2 separate regions of the Mus musculus genome follow, and region 1 is linked to region 2. A link is a contact called in public Hi-C data. All regions are on one chromosome and are shown on one strand. Each heading gives the region's core, a stretch centred on a gene start, on an enhancer-like site or on the middle of the called end of the contact. The rest is flanking DNA. Distances are from core to core; before and after follow the strand shown.

Region 1 (3,042 bases), core at 542-3,041, 240 kb before region 2:
GAGAGGCCTGGACGGCCACGCTAAGGGTAAGAGAGGCTGTGAGCAGAGTCACAGGGCAGGTTAAAGAAGAGCCAGCTGGCCTTCATGTCCCCATCACCTCAGCCCCTCCTGTGGACCTCTGCTGCCCTGAGCAGTGGATATAGCAGTGGATATATCTCAGGCCAGCAGAGTGGGGCATAGAACCTGAGGCACTTGGTGGGGGTGGGGGTGGGGGTTGTTCCTGTTTTAGCTAGTTGGGCTTTTCATCTGGAGTCAGGTAGCTGACAGAATTCCATGATTGTGTTCTTTTTCTGGCTTCAGTATCCTCTAGAAGTGATAACCCAACTAGAAAATCAGATGGACAGAAAACTCAGACCATGACCCGCAGCCTGAAGTCTCCACTTGGGTTAGGCCTTTGTCTCCCGGACACTGGTTGGGTCCTTGCTTTCCCAGTTACCAGAAGCAGGACCTCCCTCCCAGTAGGCTTCCTGTAAGTGAGTCTTAGAGAGGCCTGTTTGACCAACTTTCAAAGTGGATTCGAGCCACATCAGGCTGGCCTGGAATCCCGATCACAGAATACGGTGACTGTCACCATCTCTTGTAGTGCTGGACACATGGCCACCCTGCCCTTTGAGGCAACTTCACTGCCTTGGTGCCCTGCCCCAACCATGGAGTGGCCACACCCCTCCCCACCACAGCTGGGAACTGGGAGCCCCCAGAAGACAGTGCCTCTCTGGATGCATCCCAGACCATCCTTCCAGAGATGCAGTTCCAACCAAAAACGACCACTAGAAACATGAGCATGTAGCTGTTTTAACAGTGGGCAATGACAAACACCAGGTGAGGTTGCCAGTTGGCAGGTAAACTGGGACTGGCTTTGCTCTCAATGCATTGACCCAACTTGGGGGGCAAGGGAGAATCCTCATTTGTGAGCGACATTCTGCCTGTCTCCCCTCACACGTACTCTCATTCGTTCATTCATTCATTCATTCATTCATTCATCGGATCACAGGCTTGTCCGCATTGTTGAGCCCAGCTCACAGTGTGAACACAGACATGGCCAAATGACTCTGAAACTCGAACCTTCTATAAAGAGAAATACCCCATGTTTCATGTTCACAAGGGAGGGGAGCCAACTTGAACACGGTGTTTGGGAGTGGTTTCCTTGGAATGAGAGTCCCAGGAGGCAAAGGGGATACAAAGAGGCAAGGTCTGAAGGACACAGCAGCTGGAGGCTTGCCTGCCTGCGGGATATATGCCTGACTGGTGGCCAGCTCCGGCCTCATTCATCCTAGACCTCCCTGGAAAGGCTCCGAGAGAAGCCTGGCCCCTGGAAATCTCAGTCCTGAGCAGGGGCTGACCCTTGTGTACAAACAGGGGACTCGGGATTTAGGGGCAGGGAGGAGCAGGGAGGAACCCTGAATGGCTGCCTGCTTTGGAAATTTCTATGCATTTGTAATAACAAAATTACCATAATTTGCTCGTTAACGCAGCTAGATCAGTCAAGCATTGTTCCTTCGCAGGCGGGCTGGGAGGTGTGCGCCTCTCTGCACACTCCGCACACCCCAGCCAGCCTGCCAGCCCGTTGGAGCGCTAGAAATTAGCATGCAAATGGTCCTAATTCGGTGGGCGAGCTGTCAGGCAGGCCTCTCCGGCCTCGTCTCTGTGAAGGCCCTGACAGCCCAGCTCTGGAGCCGGCCCACCCTCCTCGCTCCAGCCAGGAGGAGCTCTGAGGGGCACCTCCAGACTGACAGCTTGGCGGCCTCCCTCCCTCCGCTAGCGCCATCAGGCCTGGCGGCGGACTCCCCGGGGAGCAAGCAGGGCCTGCCACCACGCTGGCCCAAGGCAGGCTAGCGGGTGGGCTGCGGGGGAGGCTGGCTTAGAGACACAGAGCCGTGTGGGAATGGAGAGGTGTCCCCTGACGCAGGGTCCAGTCCTAGCCGCCGATGGGCTCCCAGTGACCCCACGGGACTCTGCTCTACCCTCTCCATCCGCACTTCTGCGGGATGGTTGTTCAACTTCTGACTCCGGGATTCCCAGCTCGGAGGGAGCTGGGCTTCCTTCCATCTAGGCTTGTTGTCAGGACCCTCTCCTCAGTAGCGCCATCTGTCGGTTCTCCTTGGGAGGGAGTGAAGGGCTCACTTTGAAGAGGCAGCGAAATTACCTGGGACCTTCCCTGCAGTGCACCGTGCACCCCACGGACCCTGGGCTAATCCCTTCCACCCCTCAGCCCCCGCCTTTCACTGTCCATCTGGAGGTCAGCGGATGCTATCCCATTTCAGGGAGGATAGAGCTGGCGCATGCTTCCCCCTTCTGACTTGAAGTACTAGAATAGAGTCCTGTAGTGTCACAGAGCCCTTTTTGGAGGTGGGGCCTGACTTTGTTGCCCAGGCTAGCCTTGAACCCCTGAACGTTTCTATTTCAGTTGTTTTGTGCTGCCGAAGGTGGAACCCGAGGCAAACTCAGTCAAGGAACCACACTCAGATTCCTGTGAAGAGAAATGGTAGATAGGTGACCCTATCCGTGGCGTGTGACCCATGGCCTGTTCCGGTTTCCCTGGGGTGTTCTCAGGCTATCTCTTAAGGCCCTGTTCCTTCTCCTGTACAGACAGAACCTCTTGCCGGGACTCAAAGTTTGGTGAGTGGAAAGCAGGTTAGGTCTTAGTCCCCAGGACCTGTCTGTCACCTGGCTGTTCTTGTTCAGTAAGCAACACAGTCATCCAGGCCAGAAGACGGCGTCAGACCCCAGAATTACGAACAGTTGTGAGAAACTCTGTGAGTGGTGGGAACCGAACCTGGTCCTCTGGAAAAGCAGCCAGTGCTCTTAGTGGCTGAGCCACATCTCTACTCCTTATGGGGCCTTTTATACCACTGGGTAAATGAAGAGGTGAGAGGGATCCTAAGAAACCCAAAGCCCGGGCTTCTCCTGGCTCTCTGGCTCTGAGCCTGGACTCCTGCGGCATCTCAAGGCTGCTTCACGCTCAGCACGGGCACAAGGCCCACGCTCGTGGGAATGTTAGCTCACCTTACATAACCTGTTCATCTATCCAGGAGGCACACAGAC
Region 2 (2,979 bases), core at 301-2,800:
GATACTACCCACACTTCATCACACAGAAAGGTCTCTGAGTCACTCGGGTATCACCACCGCAGCCACTCTCACTGCCTCCCTGCCCCGGGGAGTGGGGGGAGCACTGCCAACTGTCAACTCCTAACTCTTCCTCTCAACCCACACTCAACGCATCAGCATCCTGGCTGTGCTCACAATATCCCCAGCATCCTCATCTATCATGCACGCCTCCTGTGGCACCTGCGTGAGGCTGCTAACTGATCATCCAGACTGCATCACTGTGGCCTAGAGTCTAGTCTTCACTCATTACTGCTTACATTCTTTTCAAATAGTGGGACAGTCATGGCACCTCACCACTCCAAGCCTTCCCCCAAGTGGTTCCCCATCTGGCTCACGGTGGTCTGTTTCCGCTTCTTGCTACCTCTCAAACTCTCCATCTCCTAACTATAGACAGTCACTAGTGAAAGCAGCCTACCTCAGGCCTCGGCACTCAGTTCCCTCTGCCTGTCTGTCATGCTGTGCTGGGTGCCAGCAGAGTGTATGTGGCAGTCTTCCTCAGATCTCCACCTAATGCCAGTGAAGATCGGCCCACCCTGGCCTGCCCATATTTACCACAGCGCCCCACACCAGTCATTCCTATTTGCTTTACAGCCCTAGTACCACTCTCAATTTACACTTTATGCCTCACTACATTCAGACACAAGCTCCTTAATACGAGGATTGTGCCATTCTGTTGACCTGAACAGTGGCTGGTCCTAGTGTGCATAAGGTACTCAATTCATATTTTTTGACTAAAGGAAGAAATTAGACAAAAAGCATATATTCTAAAAGAAAGCAGGCAAAGAATACTGGCAAGGCATTTAAGTGGCCAATAAGCATGAAATTATATTCAACTAATGGAACAAAAACTTAGATATGGAGATGTGGCTCCGTTGGTGATCACTGCCTACCATGCGCAAGGCAGGGTCAGTCCCCAGCACTGTAGAGGACCAGGAGGAGCGGCACTCACCTATAATCCTAGAGACAGGAAAGCAGGTCAAGGCTACCCTACGATCCACAGCAGGTCCTAGGTCAGCCTGGACTATATGAGACCACTCAAAACCCATGGCTCAGTGGATAAAGGCACCAGCCACACCTGCTGGGCACCCACAATTCAATCCCAAACCCACACTGAGAAAACCTTTATGTGGTACTGCACCTGTTACCCCAGCACTTCTTCAAGGACACAGGCAGCCATCTGCCTATCCGCCTGCTTCTCACACACTTCAGCTTGCTCTTGCCACAGCGAGAAGAGATGGGCCTGCCTACCTGCTTATCAAATGGCCACCGCCTACCTGAGTGCCTGAGCAGACCCTGCTCTTCTGCCATGCCTTTCACTGGACAGGCTGTGCTCTGGGCACCCCCATGCTGACTGCTATAGGTGTCTGCTTAACCCTGACCCCCTTTACACCGAACTGTGCCCACCTGCAACTGTGAGAGGGCATATCTGAATCGTGTTAAGCCACCACCCTCAAGTCCTTGACTTTAGAAGCACTAAGCAACTCCCACAGCTTCCTTCAGGTGCCACTCTCCCACCAGCCTCTCTTCCCAAGGAAGAGTCTGGCTCCAGGTTCCCAGCTCTTCTGATACTCAAATATAGGCTCCTAACTACCAAAGTAAAAGAAATGTTATGCCCTTAAACTAACACCCAAAAGAATAAAAAATAAAAATAAAAGGAAGAAAGAAAAAAGGACCCAAACTGCTAGCTAAGGGTGGGAGTACTCCACAGTCTGTGTACCACTACCCCAGCGCGAGAAACTTCGAGCAGAAGCCTGTCTGTGCTTGGCTTGAGTGTGCAGGCTGGGGCTGCTCCCAATATCTAGTAAGTACAGACTGTGCTCTGCACACCCCAGTGCTCTGCGCTGCATCACCTACAGCAAAGAGTGAGCTCATCCCAAATATCAAGAAGAGAGCCAAGGTTAAGAAACATGTTACAGAACAGCGTATGTTGAAGGCTAGAAAAGGACGAGAGGGAGATGCAGCACTTTCTGCTGTGCTTATATAACTCAAGGAAGCCCACAAGTACACAGAGGGGTGATTTAAGCAGTAAGATATACAATACATCCAAAGACTAAACAGAGAAGACCTCAGGGAACAGTGCAGCGAGGAGGGGCAGCACCACAGAAGGCCCTGTGCCAGCCAGGGCTGTGCCCCTTAGTCCTGCTTCTTTATTTAAAGGGTGATTTCCTTGCAAATGAGAGCAAGAGCAACAGTGGGCAGAAGCCAAGTGGGAGGAGAAGGGGATCTCTGGGCTAAGGATAATCCTGGGAATTCTAGCAGCCTTCAGTTGTTCACTGTGTACATGGTGCTAAGAAAGGCAGGCAATCTCTCCAGCACACAATGACAGCACCATAGTCAACTCTATAAAATTATAAAAATGTAATCGCATAAAGAAACAAGTTACTCATTTCCCTTAAATTTGAAAGTAACAATTGGTAAGAAATTTTACCTTCTGACTATCCAACTTTGACTTCTAAATTATGTAGACCACTCTAATACTTGTATACCAGAACTGAAGTATGGTCATGCTTGTCTTCAAATACAGTGATAGCAAATGAATAGGTGACTTTAATAAGATTAAAACACAATCTCTAAGTGATCATGCTGAAAATTACATTTCAGGGTTTTGTTAAGATAGCCAACAAATGCAAGATACACAAAGGCTGCCTCTTAAATCAGTTTCACAATGTGTCAAATATTGCTGAGTTTTTCAATCAAGCCAAGATGAGAGGGTTGTACTAGTCCTAAGTGAGAATTTTTAGAACATTCTAGGCAGATACATACTGTATGCAAGTGATACGACACCTTAATTAGATTCAACCAGCAGACTGTATTACACTGCGACTCGGAACAATAGTTCTGAGTCAAGATTACAATAAATTTCAAAATCTATAATGTGTGAAATTAAATTCCACAATAATGCATAAAAATCCTAATTTGAATCAATTTTCAACTTGCAAA

Evidence for each region. Hi-C and Micro-C count contacts between places; a contact is called where the count stands out from the background.
Region 1: a Hi-C map of cerebral cortex shows a contact between it and region 2, with 4 times the contacts expected there. The contact joins two enhancer-like sites. A contact is called at or near these places in 23 of 484 Hi-C or Micro-C datasets (the G1E-ER4 cell line, the HL-1 cell line, MC3T3-E1-derived osteoblasts and 15 more) and 2 of 115 datasets of contacts at active chromatin or transcription factors (astrocytes and embryonic hindbrain).

The regions. Positions count from the first base shown.
Region 1 is chr4:44,557,005-44,560,046 of GRCm38.p6, reverse strand. All of the region lies in intron 8 of Pax5 (paired box 5), which reads left to right. Among named protein-coding and RNA genes, the nearest start is that of Mir5120, 49 kb to the left of the region's middle. Within about 2 kb of position 1,791, at least 73 of the 459 cell types and tissues checked have an H3K27ac peak or open chromatin away from gene starts, as enhancers often do. A contact at or near this core is called in cerebral cortex, where this site is marked.
Region 2 is chr4:44,319,487-44,322,465 of GRCm38.p6, reverse strand. The region is part of intron 8 of Melk (maternal embryonic leucine zipper kinase); the gene reads right to left. Among named protein-coding and RNA genes, the nearest start is that of Melk, 20 kb to the right of the region's middle. Within about 2 kb of position 1,550, at least 9 of the 459 cell types and tissues checked have an H3K27ac peak or open chromatin away from gene starts, as enhancers often do. A contact at or near this core is called in cerebral cortex, where this site is marked.